Linked DNA regions of Gasterosteus aculeatus: region 2 is linked to region 1. A link is a contact called in public Hi-C data. All regions are on one chromosome and are shown on one strand. The core of a region is the stretch at or near the end of the contact, and the rest is flanking DNA. Distances in the headings are between cores, read along the strand shown. Region 1 holds the start of ccdc88b (coiled-coil and HOOK domain protein 88B). Region 2 overlaps macrod1 (mono-ADP ribosylhydrolase 1).

Evidence for each region. A called contact is a pair of places that touch in the nucleus more often than the background predicts.
Region 2: a contact with region 1 is called in a Hi-C map of skeletal muscle, with 5 times the contacts expected there. The contact joins the enhancer-like site here to the promoter of ccdc88b in region 1. A contact is called at or near these places in 3 of 6 Hi-C or Micro-C datasets (skeletal muscle and tail fin).

Annotation. Positions count from the first base shown.
Region 1 is chr4:5,091,405-5,096,878 of fGasAcu3.hap1.1, forward strand. ccdc88b (coiled-coil and HOOK domain protein 88B) reads left to right here and starts at 2,200. Exons shown (of 28, transcript XM_040174183.2): 1 at 2,200-2,442; 2 at 3,446-3,594; 3 at 4,136-4,244. The coding sequence starts at 2,356. It overlaps LOC120817716 (peripherin-2), which reads left to right. Exons shown (of 5, transcript XM_040174184.2): 5 at 219-1,314. The coding sequence ends at 470. LOC144406119 (a long non-coding RNA gene) reads right to left here and starts at 2,895. Exons shown (of 3, transcript XR_013467302.1): 1 at 2,653-2,895; 2 at 246-2,493.
Region 2 is chr4:5,204,143-5,209,616 of fGasAcu3.hap1.1, forward strand. All of the region lies in intron 3 of macrod1 (mono-ADP ribosylhydrolase 1), which reads right to left. Among protein-coding and RNA genes, the nearest start is that of macrod1, 5.7 kb to the right of the region's middle. Within about 2 kb of position 2,484, at least 1 of the 9 cell types and tissues checked has open chromatin away from gene starts, as enhancers often do.

The sequences.
Region 1 (5,474 bases), core at 950-3,449:
TTTGTGGTTAGTGTCTAATTTTCCATCCATATATAGATCCGCAAAACCAAACAGAGGAGGGAAGAGAATGCGTCGGATAAAATTGAAGATTGTTTTGCTGTTGTGCAGCAGACTTTAAGATTTGACGTTTAACTGTAATCTGTTGATTTAATAATAATTTCATCTCGACGGTCCCTAATCCATTATTTTTTACACCATTGTTGCTTCTCTCTGTCCAGATTTCAGTGCTCGTGAGCCTGAGGTACCTGCAGACGGCTGTGGAGGCCGCCATGGCTCTGGAGGACCCAGCGGGCGACAGCGACGGTTATCTCCTGGAGAAGAGTGTGAAGGAAACCATCGAAGACCTCAAAGCCCAGGCCCTGACCATGCTGAAGTTTGGGCAGGTCGACCCCGATGACGCCGAGGGGTCGCCTGAGGCTGCGGACGTCGAGAAAGATGAGAAGGATGCGGCCCCTACAGCTGGCAGTTAGGAGGGAAACGAACGTTCAGCTGGGGGGGGAAGGACGGACGGTTTCTTGGTAGAGTGATCTTACGGGTAAAACACCTTCGCCGCGGCCGAAACGAGGCAATATATATGGAATCGTATCAGGCTGCGCACAGACCTCAGAACCGCTCCTCTGTGAAGGACCCGACGAATGTGTAACCATCACAGAATGTGGCGAGGAGACGTGTAGTGCTTTTTGTTGTAACTAGAAGAGAGTGCATTAACTTTTCAAGGGGTGTAGCGCTCACACACATACACACACACACACACACACACACACACACATTTAACAACTTCTGACATGTGGCTCAAAGCTGGAAAAGCTGGAGTTCATTCTAAAAGCACTATAATATTCATCTCACGGCTGTAGAGTTTGTGCTAAACTGCAATGAAATGCTTGAGAACCTGTTAAAATGGCACATGAATTATATATTAAAGGTAGACATTTTTGACTGCTTTGCAGCGTGGGCTTCCGTTTGTACAATAATTTATACAAAGCGTGCAGCGAATGTCTGTATGTGTGTCGGTTATCTGAGTTCAGTTAGGAGAGCCGGATTAACATGTGGTGTCCTAAATGAAGCTGTCATCTCGTCTATTCTGGCAGCTCGGAAACAATCTCATAATCCTGATGTGGTTAAACCCAGAGCTGCTGCACAAGCAGTATCGACACACGCGCTGTCACAGAGGGACGCAAGAAGCGAAAGGATGCAACATGTTGCAAGTTATTTCACAAAGAAAAACATTTTTGTTGTTGTTGAGAATACAGCATTGTAATCAGTCTTAGCTTTCTACTGTGTGCTCATTGTTCCTAATTAAAACAGAATAATCTCTGTGAATGTTTTATTTTAGCAGCAAACATGCTCTCAGTGGTTGCTGAAAGATGCATTTTAATTGGTGGTTTTAGATTCAGTCATGTCCTTTAAAATGGTCAACATTTCAGTTATTTGTAACATAGTCACACGATGGGAATTTGGGGTTACGGCTTGCCGGTTTCTAAATTATTTTACAAAGCGAACAGCCAATAAAAATTTTAAAAGAAAAAAAAGAGAAGAATTAATGATGTGCATTAAAATAATTTAAAGATGAAACCTGTGGACCATTTGTGTAGATACAAAGAAGTCCGCATGACATCAAAGATGACTCCCAGCATCGGGTCAGATATAAAGGAAAAATATTTAAATGACAATAACAAATACACGTCACAGCAAGGACTGTGCAGCACCTGAATAAAACACGGGCTGCTGGTTCCACCTCGCTGCGGGGGTCCTGTTGTAGAAATAATGATGTAATGCGTGTTGAAACTGGCCATGAGGAGGTTTCGTTTGGAACCACCGGAGGTCGCTGTTGCACAACACTTAAACGTGACCTGACGAGAAGACTATAAACGCCCAGCTAATCACTCCAGAATAAACCTCACCGGAGAACCGTCCAGGTATTACGCAGAAATAAGACGGAAAGCACACATTTCAATAGAGCCGTTTGGAGATATAAGATGATATTCATTCAAATATCATCTAAACACACAACGGAAAAATAGGCCCAAATCTCAAGCTGATTGTCAAGCGCAATGCAGTTTTTTTTTTTTTTAATTTAATTTTTTAGATTTTTCGTATATCGTTATTTAATTCAGTACGTTAAAGGTCATGTCTGTGGGTTACCCAATGGGCGGAGGGCGTGCAAGGGTGTCGCTCTAAACAAACTAACAAAAAAAAAAGACGCAGCATGTGCCTTTTTGAAAAATTCCGGTGTGGTTCAGAAATGAAACCATGAAGTGTCACACAGTCAGAGAGGAAGCGACACAGGGGAGAGGACGGGCCACGCAAAGAAATGTCTAAATACTTCACCAGACGAACGATGGCTGCTCGTCTTTAATGAGCTTCCTCCCGTTGGGTTACACGATGGACTCCAACATCATGGAGACCGTAGAGGAATTCATGGCGAGTGCGTTGGCGCAATGGGTATGTCATTTAACGTTTGTCGCTTTCAGCCGCAGGAAAGCTCCTCTCCTTCTAGAGGCAAATGAAACGGACACATGGTGCGCATTATTTCCACCCACAAACATTGTACCTTTTTAGAGAAGCTCGCTTCCCAGTTTAATTCACCCGAGTTGAATAAACGGAATAGTATGTGTGGCTTTCTGGCTGTAAGCAGCTCAAGCGGCCCCTTACTTCTCCTTTTGGAAGCTCCCCTCGCCTCTTCTCTAACAGCCGCTTTCTCCTCTCTTCCCCCCCCCGCCGTAAAGCTCCGATACTTCCGTGTCCTTGGGCCGTTTCTGGTTTGCTAATAACTTACGTTGTGTACTCAAATGAATACGAGGATTTGCTGCAGCTGCAACAGAATGAATTTCCAGCTGGGTTTTTGTTCCACGCGGGAAACCAACGATGCCCCCGATGGGAACAGTATTTACAATCGAATGTGACACTGGGATGAGCCTCTTTATTGTTGCCCCGAAGAAGGGGGGGGGGGTCATAGGTCAGGGCGAGGAGTAGGTCAGGGGCCTGCAGCAGGGGGAGCTTTATTATTTGCTGAAGGGCACTTCAGCAGCACGCAGCGGGGGCTTCACCTTATCGGCTGCCTGTTTCTCTGTTTACAGACAGTGCAGTTTTTAGAAGGTGCAGGTGGGAATAAACCTCATTAGATTGCAGTTTGCATCGGCACAGCTGATCCCAGCAGAGAGAGAGAGAGAGAGAGAGAGAGACCTTGGCCGCCATCCTACTTGGCTGCCCGTCACTGTGAAGTGCTTCCCAGTGTGAGAGCACATATCCCACCTGTCCAGACAGGTGCAGCGACTCAAGTGGCTTCCGGTGGGAAAATGTTTGCATCTTTGTCCCTCTATCTCTCTCTGTACCTTCTCCCTGCTACCGTCTCTGTCTCCCCTGTCTTTGTTGACCTCCCGGTACACACACACACACACACACACACACACACACACACAACGTAATCCCTCCCTGTCTCTCGCAGGTTCAGCTCTTTGAGAAGATGTTGGAGAGGGAGGACAGCGGGCCGCTTTACAGCCAGTACATGGAAGTAAACTCAATTTCCCAAAGTGCCAGGGATCGTTACACGAGGCTGACCGATGGGATATTCCTCAATGAGATCATGAGGATCATGTAAGATTCATCAATTGTCTAGCTGAAGTATGACGTTCTTTCAGATAGGGATGTTTGTATATATATATATATATATATATATATACAGTGGGTGAGTCTGTCATGCAATAAAATGCAAAATATATATTTTTAAATCATACAATGTGATTTTCTGCATTCGTATCATTCCTGCATGCTTTGTAAGTGGGAAACCTGCAAAATCGGCAGTGTCAAATACTCAAATCAAATACTTGTTCTCCCCACTGTGTGTATGTATATATATGTATATATATATATATATATATATATATATATATATATATATATATATAATATATATAGAATGCTAAACAGCTGATTAATTTGGTTATTTCAACAAATAATTGAACGTGGATTCCCACAGCCTGCTTCTCAGGCTCATTAAAACTGCATTCACCCTGCTTCATTAAATGCACTGCAGCATGATAATTTCTCATTTGGAAAATGGTTTGCTGGTCTGTTTGGTCAAGCTGCTGTAAATAAAAAAAACAAACCGTTGTGTCTTTTTGTGTGTTTGTCCCAGAGACCCCAACCCCAAAGTGGAGCAGCTGTACGACAGCGAGACAGATGACCGCATGTCGAAAGTCCAGAACTTTTCAATTTTAAACCGACACATCAGAGCCTTCTACCAGGTAGGCAAGAGTTGCAGGGGCAGGAGGGTAATTTAAGGCGAAGCGATAATCAAGCGCAAAACCAGGACTGATGGTCTGACAGTTTCTTTCTCAGGATGTGTTTAAAGATTTTTAAAAAAAAGGGCCTCAGGAAGATTGTACATTGGACTTTCCTTCATCAAGGAGACAGAAACATGATTGTCTGCTGGGTACGTAGGCGATGTCTAACACAGATCACCCGTCCGCGTTGGGTTTTGCGGCCCGTTGTGCCGACATCAAGTGGCCGATTAATCACCCCGAAAGGTCCACTTAGTACAGAGAGTCTCTCAGCCAGACGTCTCCAACGCCCGCTGCTGTGCGACTGAATGAGCACAAACCACAACAGGCCGACATCCTTCGTCCAGACGCCGATGTGCCGGAAAGGACGCGCTTCATTCAAACTAAAAGACGTCTGCTGATGAAAGGACGGCGTATGAGACCCGCCGCGTGATTTAAGCCCAAACGCAACAAAGACAGACATTCACCGCTGTCCTGCAGAGAGGAACAGCAGTACTGATAGATATGTTACCTGTTAGCAGTCAGGCGAACACACGGACCATCCCATTACCGGTTGGTGGTTATTTTAGTGCTCTATTTTGTTAGCTGAACAAATTAAGTGGGTATCTGGGTGTACTTCTGCAGTAAGGCAAGGTAATACTGAGGCAGACACACACACACGCAACCGATTGATCGAGTGTGGACTCAAACGATCCTCAGCCGGCCATAAATAGAAACGTCTTGTTGAAGAAGTTCAAATCGGTCTAGAACTGAACTGAACTCGGGGGCAAACACCACATGGTGAGGCAGGGCGGGGGGGAGGGGGGAGATGAGGGCCGGAGAAGCCGTTGTATAAACAACATGATGAGGCTCAAGCATTGGTCTCAACACACGTCTATGCAGGGGGGCGACGCATCATTTGCACCATAAGAAGAGACCCTCACTGGACGTGTCACAGCTTAATATCAGGCAAACGGGTGGAGAAGAAGCGCTTGAGCGAGAAGCTAAACATTTTAGCCGCAGTCGTGGTCGGAGGGTTGAGGCAGGAAAGTGAATAAGAACCAAACACACAATCTCGTGTATTTCATAATGTGACTTGCGAACGCCTGCAGGCGTGGAGGAAATGACACAATTCTTTCCTCACAGGATGATTCAAAGGCTTCTGTTGTCGGCAGAAGAAAACCTCCCCCGAGCAGCAGTCAGGTGGACTGAACA
Region 2 (5,474 bases), core at 1,234-3,733, 110 kb after region 1:
CACACACACACATACACACATTGGAATATCCGCTTTGAGGTTCTCAGAGCACACGCATGTAATATATTTGTCTGCAATAGCAAACTTGGTGTGACATTTTGCATCTTGTAATATGAGCGTGTCCTAAGAGGAGCTGACAAGAGCTCAAGGGCAGATGTATGGTAACTGCAGCACAGAGAGCACACAGCGGGGGGGCCCGTGGGACCTCCACAGCCGCTGTCCTGGGCTTTCCATCCCCTCCTCTGACCCCTGTTGCTACGGGAGAGGCTGGGTGGATCACAACAACACGTCCCTCTTGATTAAAACCTTGGATAAGTGACTTGGTTAAAGAGTCGCCGCCATCTAAGGTCGAAATGCAGACTCGAAAACAAACTAAAATAAATAAAGATGGTCACCGCTGGCTACAACTTGATTATCCTCTAATGAGTGCTACATGATCTGCATACTTAAAAACAAATACTACAGTCAGATCAAGCAGTGAAGTAGATAGTTGGGCATTCAAAGTAGATCAGTGACAAAAAGTGCTTAATCCTTGGGCTGATGCTGGAAAATCCCTTATGAAGTGGTTGAGCATGTCCACACTGTGTCCTCGGTTACACCAGTCAGACGACAGAAATGCAGCTGAGGTGGGATCTGAAAATAAAGGTTTTAGCCGCTCTGAAGCAATTCACAACAAGCCAGGCCTGACAATCTTCCAAACACACTCCAGCAGAGTGACAAAGGCACACAGGGCTGCCAGGCTGATTTTGGCGGCGAGCAGGTCGCTAAGCTCCGTTGACAAAGCCAGCAGAGGACCCGCGAGGCCTCGCCGATGAGAGTGCGACGCCGGGCCACCGAAGGGTAATGCACCTGAGCGGTGTTCTACCCGCAGAGCCGCAACCCCCAACCCCCAGCCCAGCTACTGGTCATCATCACCCACACACCTCTGGAATCAATAAAAGATGCTCCTCCGTTGCCTTGAATCTATGTTGCACACGAAGGACGCATCCAAGCTAAAAAAAACTGAAATTAAATTATTGATGCTTCTCCTACACAGGGATGGTCACGTGAGCATTGTAATAATGAAACATTCAGTGGACATTGGAAGGGTTTTGCTGTACAGATGCACTCATAAAACTTTTAGACCACTTATTGGTTTCAGATCAGTCAATCTTTACATTTTATATAAAGTGACACAGTGTCAAAGCTCTGAATACCAGATCTTCATCACAGTGTGGTAAAGCGGAGGTGGGCCTCCTCCACTAACGTTCATATCCTAACTACATTTAATTGATTGCTACAAATGAAAAAAACATTTGAGAAGCTTGGACGAGAGAATGTTTGGTATTTTAGTTTGAATAATTACTGAACAATCAATTTATAATACGTATTTTATTAGAATACACCCTTTGGCATATATCCCAGTTAAGACTAATAATCAGTTACCAAGGAAATATTCAGCAGATTGAATAATAAATATTATTTCGAACCGAGATATGACGGATTATTGTCTTCGAGGACGAGGCACTTAAATCCAATTTCAACAGCAGTTTGAGCCACTAAAACAACCGGAGCGAGGCGCCGCCGCTTGACAGCGAGCACAACGTCGAACATCTGTCACAGCAGTACAAGGAATACCGCGTGCGACGAGACGCCATCGGGACGGCGAGCCCGAGAAGGAACATGTTAACATTTTTCAGAAAGGCTTTCCACCTTCCCAAAACAAACTGCTCGCCAGCACTAAAAATCCTCCAAAACCGTCAACTAAAATGGATGTTTTCTGCTGTGTTCCCCTGAGGCAACTCATTTTAAAAAATGTGAATGTTAGTGTTTATTTATTGACTTAATGTACTTTGTGTTTATATAATTATGACAAACATTTCCATTCTTCCACAGTGTTTTATTATACACGCACCTCGCCTGAATTAAACAGCACCTCCTTGCAGTTTTGAAATATAATATTGTGCTTTTTAGGCTGCAGGGCCAAACTATTTAATGATTGATGATTGAACAATTGCACTACTTAATCAGAGCTTATCCAGGCTGAATATAGCTTGAATTTTCCTGCTGTATTCCCCTGTTGGATTAGCAGCGATCACATGGTGCATCTTAAACAAAAGTACTTTTGTCAAACAAATTGCATACAAGCAAATGTAGGAATAATGTTGTATTCTCAGTAAGTATTGATGAATAAGATACGTTTGTAATGATGTCTATACAGGACTTTAGTACTTGAAATTATTATTCGATTTTGAACCGGGTCGGCCTCTGACTTACTCATCCAAACTTTCATTGTCAGCCAATTAATCCTGTGAATATCGCAAAGTGTCCCGTGCATCATAACCGGCTTGTTTGTGCTCGGATTCTATGGCACAAATGCTAAGTGGAATCTACAGGTCAGACACAGCGTTGCTTCGCCTAAAACACCCGCTCACTCTGTGGCTATTGGCTCCGTCCTGTCCGTCAACACACCGCCCTGCTCTCCGTCCAGCCTCCCCTCCAGTGTTCTTATCTGTCAGGAAGTGACGGTGTAGTTCACAGACACTCACTCGCACTCACATCCCGTCGGCACCTGCAGGCCAGAAAAACCATTGGCTCTAATCTTGTATCTCTCAGCTGTTGCCACGGTGAGTAGGTTTCCAGCACCAACCAAGAGCTTTATCTCTGACCTGCAGGGAGAAACCTGGGAGACCCCATCTCATGTGCACACAAACACGCCGCACACCTGCACTCAAATCGCATGCAAAAGTACACCACACATTCTCTCATACACACACACACACACACACTGTCAGGTTCTTGTGTGGTGTTTTTTTCTGGCACAAGCAGATGTAGCTGTGAAAATGTGTAAACATGCAGGTATACACTATTATCTTTAAATACATCCAAACTAATGTGTTGAGCAGTGTCAGACCTGCATAATCCATCCGTCTCTCTCTCACACACACACACACACACACACACACACACACACACGTAAGCAGAAATGGTTAAGATGACAAGTAGTTCAAGCTATCTTCAAGACTGAGATAGGACCAGAATATTCTTTATCACTTGACGGCACAGCGCTTCATTTTAGAGACTTTTTTTTATAGTGTGGCCTGAAAGGTTTATCAGAAGACTCCGCTGCTGTCGTGCACTCCACTGAAATAAGGACGACGTCACAAAAATACAGAGAACTTACTAAACATGTCCAGTTTTTAAATCTTTTTCTAGTAAATTTCAGCTCTGTGCAGGAAAAAAATGGCTTTTAATGACAAACGCGATAAACACGACGGTGACTTTAAAGTGCCAAAATGGAAATGAGGAATAAAACTTTTGCGAATGAAAATGCAGCTCAGTAGAGCTCAGCAAATTTGCATTTAATCAATGTGGAAAAAGGTTTTAATGCAAAGTTAGTTGCAGAAACGTTGTGTGTCCACACACACACACACACACACACACACACACACACACACCAAGAACTCATCACTCCAAAGACATTTCATTGAGCGATCCATCTTAATCAGCTGGCCCATCAGAGACAATATATCCTCCCCTCCATCTCCCTCTCCTTCTCTGGGCGGAGTGATTGAGGGGTGTAAAGAGGAGGATGTTTCTGCCCCCCCCACCCCCCACTCCTCCCCCTCCACAATGCCCCCCCTCCTCACCAGGACGGCTCTTAAGTGCTTGTGGGTTTTTATGTTTGTAGTGTTTTATAGGAGTGGGCAGTAGCCAGGGGCTGTAAAAGTGTGGAAGGAGGGAGGGGCGGGGGGTGGGGTCGTAGGAAGGGGAGGAGAAGAGGAGGGGAAGGGGGAGGAGTGGAGAGTTACTGTAAATCCGATCTTTATTGAGAGCGACACAAACGACAAACAGCGGCCGACCAGCCTCCCTCCTCTCGACCTGATCCATCAGTGTTGACGCAAGGAAGGAAGGAAGGAAGGAAGGAAGGAAGCAGCACATTACTTTTACGTTTTCCACCTGTTCATCCTCCGAGGCTGTCGCCATCTACGTCGGCGTAGACGTAGAGACACGCCTACCAGTCTGCTAGTAGGGCGTTTGATTGGCTCCAGTTGGACCCAAATTGAATGTTTGCTGCTTTTTGATTTTTTGCGATCTCCCATAGCAGCGAGACAAAAAAAACCCACACAACACTCCCCTCCACATGTCAGAAACCACAGGCGCCAATTTTGCCGGTTCTGCTTCGCTGTGAGATATGCAACAAGAAAAAAAGCTTTCAAGCTATTTTGCAAATCGACGCTACTAACTTTCTCCTTTCTGATTGTTCCCTTTTCCCTCGATGTCGGTTTGCTTCTCTCTTTAATTCGGATGCCTTTTCTTTTAAAGAGCGACTTACATCGCCGAAAGCCTCTTAGTCGCTCCGTTAGTCACCGACTGGAAAGGTCACCGCCTAAGTCGACACGATGACTACAGAGACAGTCAGCTGGGCAGCGGGTCGGTCACACAGAAGAGGATGAACGGACTGCTGACCGAAAGTCCCCGTTGCGTGGACCGTGTACCTGCTTGTTGCCATGGCAATGCAGATTTATGTACCAGCCCGTGTCCCCTCCATGCCTCTCTCTTATCTTGCTCTTTTCACTCCTCCAGACTCTCCCCTCGCTTGTTGTGAGTCAGTGTGTCCCCGTCCCGCTCCGTCATGTTTCATCTGCCGCTGTTGTGTTTTTTCAGTCTCCCTCCCTCCCTCCCTCCTTCCATCCTTCCCTCCCTCCCTCCTTCACCTTGCCTCGTCCTCTCTGCTAAACGACACTTTACTAGCCGTTTCCTCTAGTTAATTCTGTGCTACTTTGCATCGTGCGACTCTGTGAAAAGCTCTCGTAAAACACACAGTCGCCACTACGGACACACAAGAGACAAATTACAACACTCAGTGTGCACACACACACACACACACACACATAATTACGTAAACATTCACAGGCAGATGCTTGAAAACTCAAACACACACAAACAGCGATGCCACATATGAGAGTGAAACATCCTCATATCCAGCGGATGCTGGCACAGCGCACACCTGCTGACATCAGTTGCCATTAAAGATCTGTCATTATCTGCTAAAGGCTGATCATCAAGCATCGTTTAGGCGTGCTGGCCTGCCTCAATCTCCACCAATGCACCATCTGTGCCAACACGCCACTTCAATTTCCCCCAAATGCACAAACAGCCATGTGGGAAAAGGACTTCAGTGAATGAGCTGGGATTCGGCTCCATCTAGTGGTCACTGCAAAAACGCTCTTATCCCAACTGGTTGGCACTGGGAGCGTCTTACTGACCAAATAGCCAACTTAATAAATGTGAACATGTGACTTGTTTAATCAAAACGAGTTAGGTCAGACTACTACAGTAGATCTCCTGATATTAATTAATCATTAATACTGGAGCTGGTACTGGCTGTTTATTGTGATTCAATGTAATTAATGATACAACTGGGTAATCTACAGAGCTTTCTGAATAATTACAGCTTAGTATTGATAGATATTTTCCCTAAAGAAAAGTCA